2 separate regions of the Salmo salar genome follow, and region 1 is linked to region 2. Evidence: chromatin contacts called from public Hi-C data. All regions are on one chromosome and are shown on one strand. The core of a region is the stretch at or near the end of the contact, and the rest is flanking DNA. Distances in the headings are between cores, read along the strand shown.

The links. Hi-C and Micro-C count contacts between places; a contact is called where the count stands out from the background.
Region 1: a Hi-C map of muscle shows a contact between it and region 2, with 4 times the contacts expected there. The contact joins the promoter of LOC106608676 here to the enhancer-like site in region 2. A contact is called at or near these places in 2 of 3 Hi-C or Micro-C datasets (gill and muscle).

Annotation. Positions count from the first base shown.
Region 1 is chrssa07:15,226,786-15,230,630 of Ssal_v3.1, reverse strand. It overlaps LOC106608676 (DNA-directed RNA polymerase II subunit RPB1-like), which reads right to left and starts at 1,342. Exons shown (of 32, transcript XM_014206776.2): 1 at 995-1,342; 2 at 1-110. The coding sequence starts at 1,081. LOC106608677 (a long non-coding RNA gene) reads left to right here and starts at 1,773. Exons shown (of 3, transcript XR_001329562.2): 1 at 1,773-2,099; 2 at 2,254-2,305; 3 at 3,606-3,845.
Region 2 is chrssa07:15,194,533-15,198,092 of Ssal_v3.1, reverse strand. LOC106608678 (zinc finger and BTB domain-containing protein 38) reads left to right here. Exons shown (of 2, transcript XM_014206777.2): 2 at 1-2,694. Among protein-coding and RNA genes, the nearest start is that of LOC106608682, 10 kb to the right of the region's middle. Within about 2 kb of position 1,807, at least 3 of the 13 cell types and tissues checked have an H3K27ac peak or open chromatin away from gene starts, as enhancers often do. A contact at or near this core is called in gill and muscle, where this site is marked.

The sequences.
Region 1 (3,845 bases), core at 93-2,592, 33 kb before region 2:
GATCGTTCGATGACCCCTTGTCTGGGGTCCATCAGCCCACCAAGTTTAGGACGTCCTCCTTCTGTGGTCTCGGGGTACTTGATTCCCCCTTCTGTGACCGACATCCGTTTCTAGAGTGACACATCCATGGTCAACATCAAATCCGGTTCCAAAACATGAATAGCCCAAGTACATACACAAAACAGTAAAGCTGTCACAAGTTTACGCAGACATTGGAAAATGGCTTACATATTTCTCAAACCAACCTCTTACAGGCCACACGGGAGACGAATTCAAATAAATAACTGCTACAAAATCAGTAAATGAATCAAGATATGGACAGTACCTACACTTCAATTAGAACATGGTGCTACACTTCGATCAGTTGCATTTCTAAACCAATATTGGTACTATCTGACAAATCACTTGTGTGAGGACCAACTCATTAGATGAAAATCAATTGGAGGCGAGGAAATTGACAATGCAATGATTAAGGACTGTGTAAGCAATGTATTCTATTATACCAAACTAATAATGAAACAAAGAAAACATGCATAACTTTGACTTTATTGACGTGACCTTTTATTACGATGTAGCTCCCACATATATTGTAGGTCATAACAAGACGGAACATCTAGGCTTGCTAATGTTTGTGCATTTAACTTTTAGGGAACACCAATATAGTAGTGCAAAATAGCCAAGTTCAGTAAAAGTAGCTAAAAATGGTCTTTGTTTACATTTAGAACTTTCAATATAAAAAGGGAGTTTGATTCATGATATGGCTTAGCTCAGATGAATAATACTGTGTGTGTGCTGAAAGTTGGTCGAACTTCCTACAAAAATGCTGTTGCTAGCTCAAGCTCCAACATGGCTTAGCTAGCTAGGCTATCTGCAAACGACTTGCTACATCCATTTCATTGTCATAATACATTCTAGGTATTATCATGTACAGTTAAGATCAATGTGAGAACGTTCATAAAGTAAACGAATCCCCCCACCCCAAAGCAAAACCTACAAGCTCATCTGGGCTGATGATGCCGAATTGCACTCTCTTGATGAGGCGCAATGGGCATGCGCTGTCGCCGGAGGGCGGTCCGTGCATCCTGTCTATTCAAAGAGAAGCGTCCTCCCTCGGCACGCCGCTTTTGTAAGAAAGAACAGCTTTAAATGCCACCAGGACTCTGGCCAGGCCGCCAACGGTGACCGGAATGTCTCCGAAGGCGATATCACGAAGACCCACGTTGGTTATTGCCCTTGGAGTCTATTTATTTACGTTTTACTCCTATCCACTATGGCTACCAGCTGTCCCCTCCCTTTTCCTGATCTACACTCCAGTGCGCTCTACGCGCATCTGAGTTTGAAAGCAGCCAACGCGTGTTTATATAGACTGGATACTTTGGTACAGGTTGACACACTCAACGAAGCAGGGGCTGAACAGTCAGGAGGCGGGTTATGGATCTGTGTAGTAAAACGTTAATTGGCTACACAAGATCATAACATGAATAATACATTTCATAAGACGCATGACCAATTGTAGCTTACGTTTTCTTCTTTAACCAATTGAAACATAAGGCAGGCACTAAATTGATTGAAATGCTCACCATTGGTCAGAACAGAGCAGAGGCGGGGCTACAATGTAAATATGGTTGTAGTTCTATAAATATTCAATAAAATGCAGTGTGGTTGGTCAATTATGTCATTAATATACATTAATACACAGAGATTAACCAATGGCTATAGATATACGATGGCGTTGGAAAAACCCGCCTTACTTCCGATTTTTGCCGAACTTCACCGATTCTTATTTTTTCCTCTCTAAGCAAAATTAAAAAAATCCGCGTTGTCTCGTTCGTCTCGCTCTGGATCGGCAACAACTCTTGGAAAAGAAGCTCGTTCGCGAGGCCTACCTCGACCTTTCGGAAATCAAAGTCATATTTAAAGTGTTTTTTTCGCTTAGTATTATTATTTTTAAATCAGTTAAAACTAGTTATTTTTCTTACTTTTTTAAGAAGATGTCGAAGTTACTGTTACTTTACAACAAAACAATTTTTTTTACGGGACTACGCGAGAATCCTCGGTCTCAAGTGGAAACCATGCCGGCGTGATCAGTGTTATTTTAAGTAAGTCAACTGGGAAAATCCGACAAAAGCCTGCGGTGTTTAATATAATAACGGTGAAAGACTTTACCATAATTAAAACGGGAAAGCTTGAAATACTCGTTTTTAGAGCAAAATTTGTTAATGTTATGGACATTTCATTTATATTCTGAAATAGGGACGAGATTGGAAGGCCACGTCTAAAACGAAGTGACAGCTTGGCTTTGGCGGTAAGTGTCTTGCCAGTTAGCAAGCCAAAGTCTATGTAAAATCAGATTTCCACATAGTTGTACTAGAATGTTTGGTTAGTGTTCAAATGTTCAGCTTTAAAAAAAAAGTGTATATATAACACAGTTACCTACACGTTAGCCTAAATCAGGGGTCAATAGCCCTGTTCCTGGAGTGCCGCAGAAAACAAGAGTTTGTTCCAATTAGGCACCACACCTGACCAACAACTAATTGGTAATTTCGGCGATTGCCCAAATTCAACACTCTTGATTTCCAAGGTCGGCACTCCAGTACCAGGGTTGCCTACCCCTGGCTAAGTAGTTAGCACGATGTAGCTAATGTTAGTTGCTAGCCAGCCATCTAACGTCGTTACCCCTTTGTGGGCACTGTAAAAACCCGCCATTGAATAGGCTGTCTAACTAACGATGGAAAATGAGCAATAAATATTTGATATTATTTTAGCGCTGATTTTTGTTTAAATGTCACCGAGTACAATAGAGGCGCATTGGCTAGCTAACTAGTGTTTCATTTTTAAAAGGAAAACATCAGGCTAATATACCTAACTAGTTGCAAGCAAAATGGCACCCAGAGCGACCAGGTAACGCTAGTTAACTAGCCAACCTCAGTCACTAGCTACCCTGTTGGTCAGTTGTATAAATACGTTAGCTAAGTCTATAAATTCATAGAAAGAGGGATGGCATGGAGTTTGTTAGTTTTGATAGTTACGATAGTTGGCTACCGGACTGCTTAAGTTATTTGTACACATGTTGCGTAATCTTGCGAGTTAGCTGAGTTGGCATGTAACTTTTTAATCTATACAACATGGTCAAAACACTGCTGGACATGGCTAGTTGTCTGTCTGGCGCTCGGACTAAGCAGTTAGCTAGCAGCTCATGACATTCGCTGGTCGTTTTTTTTTTTCAATATCGTTGCTATACATTTATTTCGTTGGATACTTGAATGTTAATTAATGTTTTTTTGGGACCATTTTGTTTCCCGTCTTAATTACTAGCTACTACCAACTAACTTAGCGTTGTACATTCAACGTTGAAACCTCGTCTCAACATGGCGGTGTTGAGGCTTGTGCTTCTTGTTGGCAAGAAAAATTGAGTCCTGTTAGCTACCAGAGAAACCGAAAGTTAGCGTTCAAGCAGACCAGTTGTTGGATATACTTTTAAATAGTAGATGTGTTGTATAACCTTGACAGCTTACATATTCAGGTACCATCTAAATTGAGTTCAGTGATTATACTAATTAGGTAGCGAGCTATTTCTCCGTTTCACGAATTTCCTGTGTCACTAGGTACCAGAAGTGTTTTCACCATGGAAGGACCTGGTTGTTGCCACTGACTGGCTCTGGAGTGGACCAGCCACTGTAGACATTGTTAACAAAACTCTTGCTACAGAACATTACCACAAGACCAAGAGGTCTTCAACTGAAAATGTACACCTAATAACTGACGTAACATATTGTAGAATGTTGTCCCCCTTTAACAACTTTTTTGTTTGTTCTTGCATGAGTGTGTAGCCAGGAGGACTTTTT
Region 2 (3,560 bases), core at 558-3,057:
TAGTGAGTACACTTGCACAGTCCCCTGCCTCTCTTTTGTAAAGTAGCGATCAGAGCCAAAGCGTTGAATCAGGAGGAGGGATGATGGGAAGTGGGGGAGTGAAGTAAGAGGGAGGAGAGAAAAAAGACAGATCCATCATTAGAGACGGATATCCCCCTCTCCTTTCCTCTGGCTCTCCCATTCACCTCTGGTTTCTGTTCTCACGTCTTTCAGTAGTAATAGTTCTAGAGCTTGATTAATTGTCCTCTCAAACTTGTTATGACAATATCTATAATATAAGAATAACAACAGCTAACAGGGTGTGTTTTGCGAATCATTTGTTTCGGTCCGCTTCCCATTCTGTTGACCGCATAATAAATACAGGGGAGGCTTTGTTTTAGGGACAGAAGGGATCAGCCAAAAAGGACATAATTCGACACAGTGGGAGTCGGAGCATTAAATTACACTGTGTGAGTGTGTGATATGTGTGATTGCTTTAGTAAACTTGTGCTCCAAGTGTCTGTGAGAGCTTTATATGAGCAGGTAACATGCACAGTATGTAGGAATTCTGTTTGTGCATGCTGAGGTGGGCTTCTGTTTGTTTGGCGTGGATGTGTGTGTGGATGTGTGTGTGGATGTGTGTGTGGATGTGTGTGTGGCTGTATGGCTGCCATCTGAGTGCTGATCGCTCCATGGGGTTCTGAGGTGTTAGCAACATTCTAACACTGGATGGACTAGGCATTATAGGTCAGTGCATAGAAGCATTAGAAGGAATTCCTCTATTTCCAGTTCACAAAGCAGCAACTCTAGCGAACCTTTTGCCTGGAGTAGAATCTGTATTTGCGTCAATTACCAACCTTGTGAGCTTATGTTGCCTCCAGTAACCATAGTGGTCAGATGACTTTCAGTCCAGGTCACTAACCTAAGACCATAGTGGCCAGATGACTTTCAGTCCGGGTCACTAACCTAAGACCATAGTGGCCAGATGACTTTCAGTCTGGGTCACTAACCTAAGACCATAGTGGCCAGATGACTTTCAGTCCGGGTCACTAACCTAAGACCATAGTGGCCAGATGACTTTCAGTCTGGGTCACTAACCTAAGACCATAGTGGCCAGATGACTTTCAGTCCGGGTCACTAACCTAAGACCATAGTGGCCAGATGACTTTCAGTCCGGATCACTAACCTAAGACCATAGTGGCCAGATGACTTTCAGTCCAGGTCTGCTTCGAGGTTCATGTTAGTTTTTACCTTGTGCATAACAGCTGGAAAACATTCCTAGAAACAGGGGGGGGGGAGACTTGACACTTGTAGCTGTTATGTACATGTACTGTAGCTGGCCACTGGGTGACAATCATAGGCTAGTGTAGACCATACACTTCCAGTTCTCCTTGTACTCATCTCATTTCTTCCAAGGATTGAAAATAATAAAACAAGAATCAGTCAACCTTTTTATTCTTGTGGCCTTTTTCCTCCCCCTGATGCCCCCTGGTGTCCACCAAAGAGCCACTCCATTTGCCAGGCCGTGTTGAAGAGAGGGGGAGTGTACAAGGAAATACATAGATGGAATCAGGGCAGGGCAATTCCTGTGATCCTAAGAGAGAGATTAAAAGAGAAACACAGAGGCCAGGGCGCACCTAGGTCAGTCCCCTCAACGGAGCTTCCTACATCTTGATGTAGAATCAAAAAGACCCCTCCCCCTCTACTGAAAGGAGATAGAAAAGGACAAGGCGAATGGAGTCGGAAGACGCAGTAAGATCACGCCACACTGAGGTCTGCTTGTCTCAGACAGCTTTTTGTGTTCCAATAGCTCCTCTCCTCCCTCCTTCTGCGCTCTGGGATAGAGAAGCGAGAGGTGACGTAATCGTCTCCCACAGAGACGATTAGCAGCATCCACTGTGCCGCTCTGAGTTTCCCAGAATCCTGTGGGACTTTTTCCTGTTCTGAGTCTTTCTCTGTGTGATTTATGTGTTACACTACATTTTTCGATTTGTTTAACTTTTTCTACCCCCTTTTGCTAGCTAGACAAAAGTGGATTCAGCAAAAGGGGGTTTGAGTACACTTATAAATATGAATGTAATTTTAGTCAAGAGGTTATTGAAGTACAAAATGCATTAAAGGTAGATGGATTTCAGTTTTTCTGACTTGAAAAATAACATGTGTAAAGAGCCGTTATGAAGTCTGGTATGCATATATACTGTACAGTCCTAGGAACGTCAAGAAACGTGGGTTCTGTATCCACTAAAGCATGAGCAACACTCGCTTCCTAACAGTTTATATCCTCCTAGGTATCCAAAATCACTCACTTTCTCTTCTCCATAACTTTGTTTCTTTTTCCTTCCACATCCTGTCCTTTTCCCCCATTATCTCAGCTCTCAATCTCGGTTTTGTCTCGGTTGTATTTGTTCCGGAGTATAGCCCCTTCAAAAAGAGCAGCTGCCACGTTTATTTCTCAGAATCAGTATGGGAGCTGTCCAATTATCCCCCTTCCTCCCCAAACAAACACACACTTTACACCACCTCTTTGAAGTGTGTAATGGGTATGTGTGTATGATGCCACCGCTGTGCTGTTAGTTTCGGGCAGGAGGACGAAAACACAGCGTGACCAACCGCAGGGGCTTGCGGCCTCCACTTGGGTGTGGTTACAAGCCTTTTGTGCGTCTCGTGTGTGTGTGTGTGTGTGTGTGTGTGTGTGTGTGTGTGTGTGTGTGTGTGTCTGTGAAAAAGGAAAACCAAAACAAAGCTGCTTCTATGCAGCATATCCCTCGGGGTATAGGGACCTCCTGTATTTTTTGTTGTTGCCTTTTTCAGTGGTTTTATTCCAGAGCCCCCCCCTCCCTACCCAGCTGTAAAGACTCTCTCCATACTATACCTATCTGAGGCCATTTCACTATATGGACATATTTGTGTTTTGTAAAAAGCATTTCTTATGCCATAGTTTTGCCATCATGGCAATCAATCATTGACCAAACGTCTGCAAATAGACATAAAGAGTGAATTCTGGTGATGATATACACATTTACGGTATGTTTAGTAAGTTCAAATGAATTGTGCCTCCGCTTTGATATATTTAAACGTAGCTGTATTGAAATGGTGAGGATCTTCCAGATTTCAGACAAGGTGCCTTTTTATGGCATAAGAAATGTAAATGGTATATGGCTGAATTGATCAAAATGGCAAATAACTTGAAGAAAAACCATGTGGTTTAGTGTGCTATGAAGCTGGTCATAGTTCTAGGGGCGTGGCTAAACAGTTTGGTATTGTGTATGTTTAGGTAAATACTGTGCCATAGTTTTTAGAGTCCACAAATACGTTATCGTTTTCTTTCTTCTTCAAATATATAAAATGTTTTAATGTTGCCTGATAACGTTGTCTCTGGATCTGATACAAAGGCTTGTAGCCACAGCTTTCCCAAAGTCCCTTGTTTGTTTACTTCCATGTTTCTTTAACTCTTTCCTCTTGTTCTCCTCTCTCCTCTTCGCTACAATCAAACAAATAAAGTATTAACCTGATGACCCAACAGAAAGAAAGTCTCATGTCTGATTTGAACATCTGCACTGAGATAAAACCGATATGCCCTA